Linked DNA regions of Bombyx mori: region 1 is linked to region 2. Evidence: chromatin contacts called from public Hi-C data. All regions are on one chromosome and are shown on one strand. The core of a region is the stretch at or near the end of the contact, and the rest is flanking DNA. Distances in the headings are between cores, read along the strand shown. Region 1 has its middle 3.6 kb from the start of LOC101743010. Region 2 overlaps Brf (TFIIB-related factor).

Evidence for each region. Hi-C and Micro-C count contacts between places; a contact is called where the count stands out from the background.
Region 1: a Hi-C map of posterior silk gland shows a contact between it and region 2, with 1.9 times the contacts expected there. The contact joins two enhancer-like sites. A contact is called at or near these places in 4 of 7 Hi-C or Micro-C datasets (midgut, posterior silk gland and whole pupa).

Annotation. Positions count from the first base shown.
Region 1 is chr25:9,047,331-9,052,796 of ASM3026992v2, reverse strand. No RefSeq gene overlaps it. Among protein-coding and RNA genes, the nearest start is that of LOC101743010, 3.6 kb to the left of the region's middle. Within about 2 kb of position 4,081, at least 7 of the 8 cell types and tissues checked have open chromatin away from gene starts, as enhancers often do.
Region 2 is chr25:8,999,363-9,005,232 of ASM3026992v2, reverse strand. The region is part of intron 4 of Brf (TFIIB-related factor); the gene reads right to left. It also overlaps a transcript of LOC692861 not described here. Among protein-coding and RNA genes, the nearest start is that of LOC692861, 4.5 kb to the right of the region's middle. Within about 2 kb of position 2,457, at least 1 of the 8 cell types and tissues checked has open chromatin away from gene starts, as enhancers often do.

The DNA of each region.
Region 1 (5,466 bases), core at 2,832-5,331, 46 kb before region 2:
GAAAACTGATTGAAATAAAATGGATTTTCATGAGGCAAGACAAGAGGAAACTGTAAATGTCAGATGAGATAAATCCAACAATTTTGTTGCATGTTTTGTGCACGTCCATAGACACGAAATAATTTATCATTCAGAAATTTAGAAGATCACACCAAATAAAACAACAAATTGAAAAAAAAAGATACTTTACTTTTTTTGGTGATCACAAAAAACAAATGTTCGAGTTTCAACCTTTGAAAAGGGCAAATACATTTGTTGTGAACGGTTTGATTTAAATTCAAATAATAGAACACCCTCTTTGTTGATCCTATTTTTATTGGCTAAGATTTAAGACAGACATACAAGCTATCAGATTAGTTTGTTATTAGCGGATACCGAATCTCATAGATAATAAATCCAGTATGAATGCTATCCCTATTGAAACATAAGATTTAAGGGTCAACTGGATTGTAATACAATTGCGCTACTCTTGAGACTACTCTTCAAATATACACACACATTTGCGTCACAATCACGTTAGAAATTAGTATGAAGATGGTATCAACCCGTGTCGGCTGGCAACATTTTCTAGAATTAGTATAACTGGTAGAGACTTTTTGGCGGGAACGCGAGGAGTGAAGTTGTGTGATTTGTTTTATTTTGTCTAATTAGTGTTTCTTCACGTTTAAATTTGTAATAACGGTAGTTTATTAACTATTTGATATCTGTGAAAGTGCACAAATGTGGGAAAATGAAACAGTCGCTGAACGTAACTTCTCGGGATCTTCCAAAAAGTCCACTGAAAAAATCTCAGTAAATGACCACCATTTTACTTCATCCCATATCATCTCATTTCATTTCATTTCGTTTTCATTTCATTTCATGCCATGTTTCATAATAATCAACTTCATTTCATTTCATAATATCATTTTTCATATAAAAAAGATCATTAAAATTAAAATAAGACTTGACCTAAAGGTCTTAGTTACCAGGTCATAAAATCCCTTTAATAAAAGTATACCTGGTAATATGTACCTACTTAGAATTATAAACTTTTGAAACTCTAGAACATAGATTTATACACTTACTCTAGAATTTAATACTAAACATTACAGAAAGGTGTTATGGATTTTTTTACAAATTGTACGCAGCTTTCGTTGTGGTTAGGCCAACATAAAGTAAAACAAAATAACACCAGAACAGAGAGAAAAATATTTTAAAAGCATTAAAATAGTGCATGCATTACATACCTACTGGTTTGTGTTCTACAAATGTTGTTTCTTTCAGCTTGTGATAGAACAATATTTCCTGAAACCTGAGGAAATCGAACTTGCAGTTGATTTGTACTTCTGGGCCTGTTGTACTGCTAAATAATTAGCCCAGACGTGCTCGTGCCCTAGCTTTCACTATCACTTTTTAACTCGGATATTAGAAAATTTATCTATTAGACTTTTGAAAAACTATCAGATCCAATTTTTTTTTCATTCGTTCTAAAAGGCTTTGGAATGATTCCGGTCACCGTCCTCGTCGAACCCGTCACTTGCGACGAAGGGCTCGACGAGCGAATTAACCCATAGACACACAGCCGGCTGAGTTTCTCGCCGGATCAGCTCAGTGGGTCACGTGTCCGATCCGGTGGTAGATTCTGCGAAGCAAACTGCTCTTGCTAGGGTCAGTGTTAGAAACACTCCGGTTTGAGCCCTGTGAACTCACCTACACACGTTAGGGTGCAGCTGAAATAGCCTCTCAAGGCTATCAGCATAGGCAGGAAAAACAAAAAAATATATGGAATGACTAATTTTCCTTTAAACAAAATGGCACCCTCGGAGCTATGGAATGTTCTCCAAATGTACTTATTTAATCGAATTTTAAAGCATGAATTTAACGGTAAACAGAGTCGTCGTAGCCTAAAGGTTAAGACGTCCGGTGCATTCATATGCAGAGATGCACTGGTGTTCGAATCCCGCCGGCAGGTACCAATTTTTCCAATTAAATCCGTACTTAACTTATGTTCACGATTGACTTCGACGGTGAAGGAATAACATCGTGTAATAAAAATCAAACCCGCAAAATTATAATTACTGGTGGTAAAACGTCTTGTCCGCACGGGTAGGTAGGTACCACCACTCTGAATATTTCTAACGTGAAGCAGTAATGCGTTTCGGTTGTGAAGGTTGTGGCAGCCGTTGTACTGTTAAAAGTGAGACTTTACAACTCAAGGCAGCGTTGCCAACTCGATATTCGTCAAGGTGGGAAATAGGGTTCTACAAGTTGGTAGTTTCCAACAAACCCTACTATGAAAAATTGGTAGATCTATCACCCATACTTTGAGACCCTCCAATAAGAATCTGGCATCCTTCATTTACTTTTCGATTGGATAAGACATCTTGGAACTATTTTTATTAGAAATCCAATGATAAAACAGAATTAGAGGCCGCTAATATTCAAAATATCAATAGAAAATAGTGATAATTGTAAATATTACGAAAAAAAAAAATAGTTTCAATATTTTTTTCATGGAGGTTTGATTTGAACTTTTTGAAAACTTCAAAAGTTGGTAGATTTTTGCTACAAAGTGTTATGTTTGATTACGACACTAAAAGTTGGTAGATTTACCGAAAAGTTGGTAGAGTTGGCAGCACTGACTCAAGGTCTCAAGGTGGGTGGCGGCATTTACGTTGTAGATGTCTATGGGCTTCGGTAAACACTTAACATCAGGTGGACCGTGAGCTCGTCCAACCATCTAAACAATAAAAAAAAGATGTTTTGCCAATGTCCATTGGCAGTGACCACATAGCATTAGGTGAGCTGCCACTCGCCATTCGTGCTTGTTTGTTGACTAAAGTAGTAGAAAATTCTTTGATTAATAATATTTAAGATTTAATTTACACCAAGACAAATAAAGATGGAGAATTACAAAAAAAAAAACTTATTATTGTTTATACTAAATTAATTACTTACCCACTGAATCTGATTCTTGAAACAAGTTTCATAAAAAAACTCAAACAGTACACTACTTTGAATTCACTTTTAAAGCGATTAATAATATTAAGTGATTGTTCAGTCTTGAAAATTTTCATGGTATTGGCGAAGTATTTTCTTGTTTTAATTTCTTGGAATTTACAAATTTGCCCCATTTTAATTTCTTTTAAATAATATATATAATACTCTATTTGTCATTATTAATATTTATCACTAAATGACTAGATTAAATCTTTTTATTCAAGTTAAATAGCTCCCGGGCGAAGCATGGCGGTTTTTGTTTGGTTTAAGAGTTTAGTTTCGTTTTTGTAGGTCTTGGGTTTAGATAGGTGTACATTTGTAGGAGCATCGATTACGCATTGTTATCGATTAATGTTATGCATTTATATTGATATTCGCTTATTTCAGTAACATCTCTCTGTTAAAATTATAAATTATCTTATGAACTGCTTATTCATATAATGGTTTACAGAGATAAAAATCTTTATAGAACACAAAGAGAAAGCAACTGCCTTGAATGATCACTACGCGAACCCAACCACCTCGAATTCTAGTTGCTACTTATCAACTTTACTTAGTTGTAGTAATCTCAATTCTCAATCTCAATTCTTTAAAAAATCGGACACAATGTATAGTTTATCAAAATTTGAATTTGAATTGACATTAAATCAATATATCGATAATCGTAATTATCGAATCGGTGAAAATATCGATTCAGTTTGTGATGTTTTCCTCACTATCGCTCGAGCAGTAATTACGTACAAGGTAAAAGGTAAAGGAACACTGCAAAACGCAGTCCTGTTCGAACGTGTCCGGTCTCGACTATCTAAGCTTCTCAATACACTAAGTTCACTGCACTTTAGTATTAGTGAGTGTACTAAATTCGTACGTAGCCATGTTCTGTGGCGCATTTTGTACTTTTAAGATTTTTAGAATGGTTAATACAAGCTGATCATTGATTACTAAGGCAGTAGACATTTTTGTGGCCTTCGAAAAGAGGAGACGGCGATAAGTCTTTTTATTTTCCCCTGGTATTCGCTGGTAGCCTATGAGTCTATCCTATCTACTTACGGACCGATAGGTAAGCTCACGGGCTCAATTTGAAAAAGCTGCTAACGCTGGTCAGTAACAAGCGCAGCGCTTCGCAGTTTATCACCGGATCGGAATCTCAACTCACTGAGAGAATCCGGCGAGAAACTCATATGCTAGGTTGCACGTCAAACTTTGAAAGGCAGTCGGTGCTTTGAGAGCGTAAAGCACCGAGAGACCATAATGCCACGGACAAAAATAAGCCGCATTCTTCTGTAGGCGGCAAATTGGTTACAAATTTGAGTCTAAACGCCTATTAAACTATTTTAGCAAACACACGTACGCGCAATAATCGCCATGAAAGGCGCTGGTGTCTAACACATTTCGAGGCAGAGAGTAAGTAGATGACTCCTAATACCGATTGAAGCGGTTAGCCCCAGATACTGTCGAAGATCAGTGAAGCAGTGAGTAAAGATATACATGACACACATGACATATTAACTTCAAATTAATCTAAAAAGATAAGTTTATCAAGGCCGTTTTCCAATTAACCATTACTTAATGGTAGTTTTCCAATTACAGAGCATAATGCGACTCAGTGACGCACAATGCCGAATTACGCTGAAGCTTAGTTGAGCATTATGCCGCATAATGCGCTCTTGTGCTGTAATTGGAAAACGGCCCAATATTAGTTTAGTATAGGTGCGCTGAAGCCGCCTGTGGTATGTGAGCGGCAGGGCCGGGGAGGTAGACAAACGTCAAGCTAACTCAGTCTGCCGTCGACCTTAAGTGTATAATCTAAGAGTCGACCACCGCGACGGTTAGACGATTAAGTTGTTCTCACCAGTTTATTCCAAACATACACGAGATAAAATATCCCAAGATGGGTCCACCACACCACAATTACACGACTAGTGAAAAATTTAATTTACAATGTGCACAGTTTTTTCTCAGACGAAAGGGTGACAAGACAAAGAAAGTATTGAACACAAATATGATAATATATGAACATAAATAAATTAGTAAGTAGCAGAGGCTACAGGAGTGTCAGCTCGCAGCGTAATGAGAATTGTAGCTGAAGGAAATTCGAATCGGCAAACATCGGAAAAACCAAAATTTATTTAGTAAACAAATAAAAAAAACATTGAGACCGGATTTTAATATTAATTAAACACCATATTTGCATAGTACCATAGTTATGACAGGCTTAAATGCCGCCACACCTTGTGATGTCAGATCGTCAACTCAATTGAATTGTATAATCATCCTTAAAATCTTAACAAATGAGGGCTTCGCGACTGAAATAGGCAGGACGATAGTAGCTACTAGTGCGCATCCTATCCTGCAACAAGCAAAAGCCAGCTCCTTTGAGGACTAAATATTAAAAAGGGTCTGAGCTCGTTCTTCAATTAAGTAGAACCAATTAAAAGAGCAATCTTAAAAAAAAAAAAACTACCCTCTATATTTTGTAATGGC
Region 2 (5,870 bases), core at 1,208-3,707:
TTTTACTTCACTGGCTCTTCACGAAGGCTGATGTAGTGTTCTTTATTTACCGGTTAGTTTTGTTTCTCTATATCTAATCTTTTACGTATTGCTGGTGAACCGGAGGCCTTGAGCAGATGACAGTAAAGTAATATCGCTATTATACGCTTCGAAAGGATTAATCCAACATCGTTTCCTTATAGTGCTGTGCCGTTGACCGCATCAATTCAATTTGTGGAAATAAAATAATTAATATCCACAGCGCGGATTTAATAAAATATTATGTTCATTTATATTAAATGTATGTTCACTATAGACTCCAAAACGTTGGGAACGATATCGATTAAATTTTCAAACAATCTTCAGCGGATGATCCTGTTAAGTTTAATGATGATCGAATCAAAGTCAAATCATATATTGTCCAGAAGAACGGGCCGGGTTATAGTAGTTAAACATAATCGTCATATACAGTGCTAGCATACTGAATAAACAAATGACGATCAGTAGGTACCTACTTCCTTAAATGTAAGGATACTAAAACACGATTCGATCGCCTTGTTATTCTCGTGACCTTGCTCACAGTAAGACGTGGTCCGGGCTTAATGGTTTTAAGAACCACTTTTGGATGGTAATAGGTAAAGTAGATAACACTACTCGTGCAATTTCTAATTTTTTTTTGTAATTTTTTTTTCCTACCTAATCTGATAGCCTTGAGAGACTATATCAGCGTAACCTTTACTAGTAGGTGAGCTCACGGGGCTCAAACCTGACGACGTTGCTAACACGAACCCTAGCAAAAGCCGTGCTTCGCAGAATCTACCACCGGATCGTAAACGCGACCCACTGAGATTCGGCGAGAAACTCTGTGGGCTGTGTCTGAGGGTTAATTTACTCGTCGAGCCCTTCGTCGCGAGCGACGGGTTCGACGAGAACGATGACCGGTGCTTGAGGTACCTAAAAGCACCGTTAGTGGATCGGGAGGATCCGAAATGAGGTGTTTGGGGCGACGTCGACTGCTTTCCATTCTGTCCGCAGGATCGGGAATACAATTTCTAAGCGCGCCACCCATAAACATAAATCTATCTTTCTGTTCAAACGATTCAATTAAAACAGTATTGTACGAAACATAACCTTCCCCGCGACCATGTATTTTGTACATAAACTTATCTTTTTATACATTCAAAAGTATCTATGGCGGTTAGCAGCTAAAAGGTGTCAGAAGTGACCTCTAGCTCCAATAAAATAAAGTATGATTTCGTGAGAAGGCTGAATCTGAGAAGTCTGTGAAGGCGCAAATATATTTTTAGAATCAAACAAACGTGTTTTTGAAAATCACATTTTTTTTTACTTTGGTAACGTACGTCTTTTATTTGATCATTCACGATGATATTTATACAGTTTTATTGAAACCAATTACGCGCCAATTAGATTTCGTTGTGGGTACAACGCCAGAACCTACCACGAAGTACGAACCACAACAGTACAAAGGTTTAACACAATCAAATAAACGACGAACGGACGCATGAACCACGTACGTACAAAGCACACATTTTACATTCTTATATTAATCAAGAAGATAATATATTTTTTCCTGCCTATGCTGATAGCATTAAGAGGCTATTTCAGCTTCGCCCTAACATGTAGGTGAGCTCACGGGGCTCTAACCGCAGTGTTGCTAGCACTGACCCTAGCTAGAGCAGTGCTTCGCAGAATTTACCACCGGATCGGAAACGCGACCCACTGAGAGGATCCGGCGAGAAACTCAGTAGGTTGTGTGGGTTAATTCGCTCGTCGAGCCCTTCGTCGCAAGCGACGGGTTCGACAAGAACGGTGACCGGTGCTTGTGGTACCTAAAAACACCGTTAATGGATCGAGAGGATCCGTAATGACGTGAAAAGAGTACCGCTATCACGCGTGCTCAAGCTTTTTATTTATCACTAGCGACCCGCCGTCGCTTCGCTTCGGAAACTGTAATTTATTATTGATTTCTCCACTATTTAATGGATGTTATTATACATATAAACCTTCCTCTTCAATCGCTCTAAACTGCATCAAAGTCCGTTGCGTAGTTTTAAAGATTTAAGCATACATAGGGATATAGGGACAGAGAAAGCGACTTTGTTTTATACTATGTAGTGATATCGGCACATCTGCAGAGCTAAAAGAAGACCGTTATAATTACCGTTATAATTCTCTGTATCTTCGACTACTCACCAAAGTATATTGTTCTTTATAATAATGTACATTTTTTTTCTATATTAGTGTAGAACTCCGTATGCCGCCCGGTGCTACGAGTATAATATATGTATACAATATATATGTTTTTGTTCCCTTTGAAGACATGTTAATGTATGGCCCATTTGCTGATGTTTGCTCATTGTCGCTCGACAAAATTGAGTTCCGAAAAATCTTTTCGAACGTCTTTTGTGGTAGAACAATTGTAGTGCTTGGGCGTGAGGATCTATTCCACTGTGAGTACGCGCCGTGGTTCCAGGAAGCACAGATGAGGTCTGGCTCGGTGACTAGAGGTGCCGTAAGGTATTGATGATGAGGATCATTTCAGATAAATCCTCCGAAACCACGCCATGGAACAGGTACAAAACAACGAAAACCAAAGTGACTTTGTATAGGTTCAAAGGATTTGTGAGATTAGGATTATCACCGATGATGTACGCGTACCGAAAACAGCATCTGAACCGATTTTGACGAAACGTTTTGTGTTGTATTTATAAATACTTTATCTGCCCAGAAAGACGAAGCCCAGAGATAAGACCAAATACAATGAGCTCCCGCTTCGTATTAATAATTCCGCATTTGAATACCGAGCCGCGTTTACAGACCAACTGGTATTTAATGTTTAACGGAACACAGGTGCAAGAATGTTGGTATCCCCACTTAAAATGTAAGGTTGTGTGCGCATTATTTTTATTATAACACCGCTTCTATTATTCGAAATGAAGTGCATAAATACTAAAGGCAGTACATAATTATTCCAACGATAATTATTCCAGTCAATATTTATTCCAACGCGGTCTCACAATACGTCATGCCACTATGCGAGTTAAAATATTATATATTAACGTGAGGTAATTTTAATAGGTAACATCTGACAATTCGTCAAAATTCAACAACGTAACCTTGTAACAGCGGGGATAAATTAATAATATATTTTTTTCTAACTAACTATAATATAAAAATAAATAAAAAATAACTAAATATATAAATCATTGATGTTATGTACAATTTAGGTGGGTTGTTGCTATTTAGTATATATGGTATTATTAAGATTCAATAAAAAAAATCCAAAAAATACGCGATCTATTCTAATACACATAGTAGATATGAATATTAAAGAATTCAATACATTAATTCTGCACTTTCTATTTGTATTAAAACAGTTACATAACAAGGTTTTTACGTTCTGCATACTAACTATTAGCTCACATTAATTAAACGTGGGTTTCCAGGATTGGTTAGTGATTCAGTTTTTTTTGCGAATATATATAGACGAACTAAAGACCTACCCGATATTTAGTGTTTACTGGAGCTTAAAGATATGTCAACGTACATACCGCCACGTATCTTGCGACAAGAGACCTATGTCTAAATTATATAGTAATTACGCAAATTATAATTTCTAGGGATTAATTACGATATTACAATAATTATCGACATAGTCACTCGATACGAACACACTGGGAGTATTATCCATTATTTAAACTTATTAGTATGCATATGTAGTGCGCGCCACGGTACTGGTATTCCACGCTGATAAACGTCATACAACTAGAAGAAAACTTAATTGAGACCGCTACAATATTCGTAAAATTATTATTATTATTATTAATAATTTTCCTACCTAAGCTGATAGCCTTAGGGGCTATTTCAGCGTAACCCTAACGTTTGTAGGTGAGCTCACGGGGCTCAAACCTGATGACGTTGCTAACACGAACCCTAGCAAGAGCCGTGCTTCGCAGAATCTACCACCGGATCGGAAACGCGACCCACTGAGAAGATCCGGCGAGAAACTCAGTGGGCTGTGTCTGATAGTTAATTTACTCGTCGAGCCCTTCTTCGCAAGCGACGGGTTCGACGAGAACGGTGACCGGTGCTTGAAGTACCTAAAAGCACCGTTAGTGGATCGGGAGGATCCGAGATGACGTGTTTTGGGCGACGTCGACTGCTTTCCATTCTGTCCGCAGGATCGGTAATGTAGTTACCGGCGGCGTAAAATTATAATAATCCGATAAACGAAGCGCGAACGCTTAAACATGAACAAGAACAGGAATCTTAGGATTTTAATATTAAATATACCTATATTTTTACATTTTTAATATACAACAGTTCTAAACCGAGTTCAATGAATTTTTTTATTTTTTTATTGCTTAGGTGTGTGGACGAGCTCACAGCCCACCTGGTGTTAAGTGGTTACTGGAGCCCATAGACATCTACAACGTAAATGCGCCACACACTTTGAGATATAGTTCTAAGGTCTCAGTATTGTCACAACGGCTGCCCCACCCTTCAAACCGAAACGCATTACTGCTTCACGGCAGAAATAGGCGGGGCGGTGGTACCTACCCGTGCGGACTCACAAGAGGTCCTACCACCAGTAATTACGCAAATTATTATTTTGCGGGTTTGATTTTTATTACACGATGTTATTCCTTCACCGTGGAAGTCAATCGTGAACATTTGTTAAGTACGTATTTCATAAAAAAATTGGTACCCGCCTGCGGGATTCGAACACCGGTGCATCGCTCGATACGAATGCACCGGACGTCTTATCCTTTAGGCCACGACGACTTGAATTTTAAGAATGGGACCATTTTGACATAAAACCCTTAAAAAAATAAGAATTTTCTAATTAAACATAAATGACATGATATCGGTAAAGTTAAATTTCGTGGCGTGCAACCTCTTTGACAGGATATACGACCTACAATGACTAAAAGACGTAGACTCAGACGGAGATTTGACAATGTGACTTTTCAAGACTGGTCAAGACGGCTAACAAGAAGGAAAAAGAAAAGGTATAACAACTTAATACCAAATGAACGAACTGATCGTTCAATATATCGACGCCCTAGACACGCCCTTACGGATCCATCAGATCCAACTCTTGCATTAGACGTCTTCAGCTCCAACGCTACGATCAGACTTAGGGACCCCGATAACCTTCCTCGTCAAACTCGGCAGTTTTCGACAGTATGCATCAGCCTGCTGAGCTTCTGCGATTTCGATCCGGTAGTAGATTCATTCGTGAAGCAGCTACTTTTAAGGTGTTGTTAGGTCTCCCTAGGCGCTCGGGTAGTTGTTAGCAAATTCAACCCCTTCTGGCTAAGCCCTTGCTCACCCACCTGTCCGTGTGAAACTGGAAAGGCCTCTGGGCCACGACTAATCCCTCATTCATAAAAAAAAAACAGCAAATTAATACAATCGAACATAGGCGTCCTTCTTTGTCAAAGCGGGCAAAAACAAAAAAAAACACGATTATTACGCAAGCAATGCAATTATTGTACTACCGTCGATCCCTCTTCTATGATTATGACTGTCGGTACTTGAACCATTGTACCATGGTTCACTTGCGGACTAAATAATAAGTCGTCGTGGCCTAAAGGATAAGACGTCCGGTGTATTCGTAGCGATGCAACGGTGTTCGAATCCCGCAGGCGAGTACCAATTTTTCAAATGAAATACGTACTTAACAATTGTTCACGATTGACTTCCACGGTGAAGGAATAACATCGTATAATAAAAATCAAAACCCGCAAAATTATAATTTGCGTAATTACTGGTGGTATGACCTCTTGTGAGTCCGCACCGGTAGGTACCACCGCCCCGCCTATTTCTGCCGTGAAGCAGTAATGCGTTGCGGTTTGAAGGGTGGG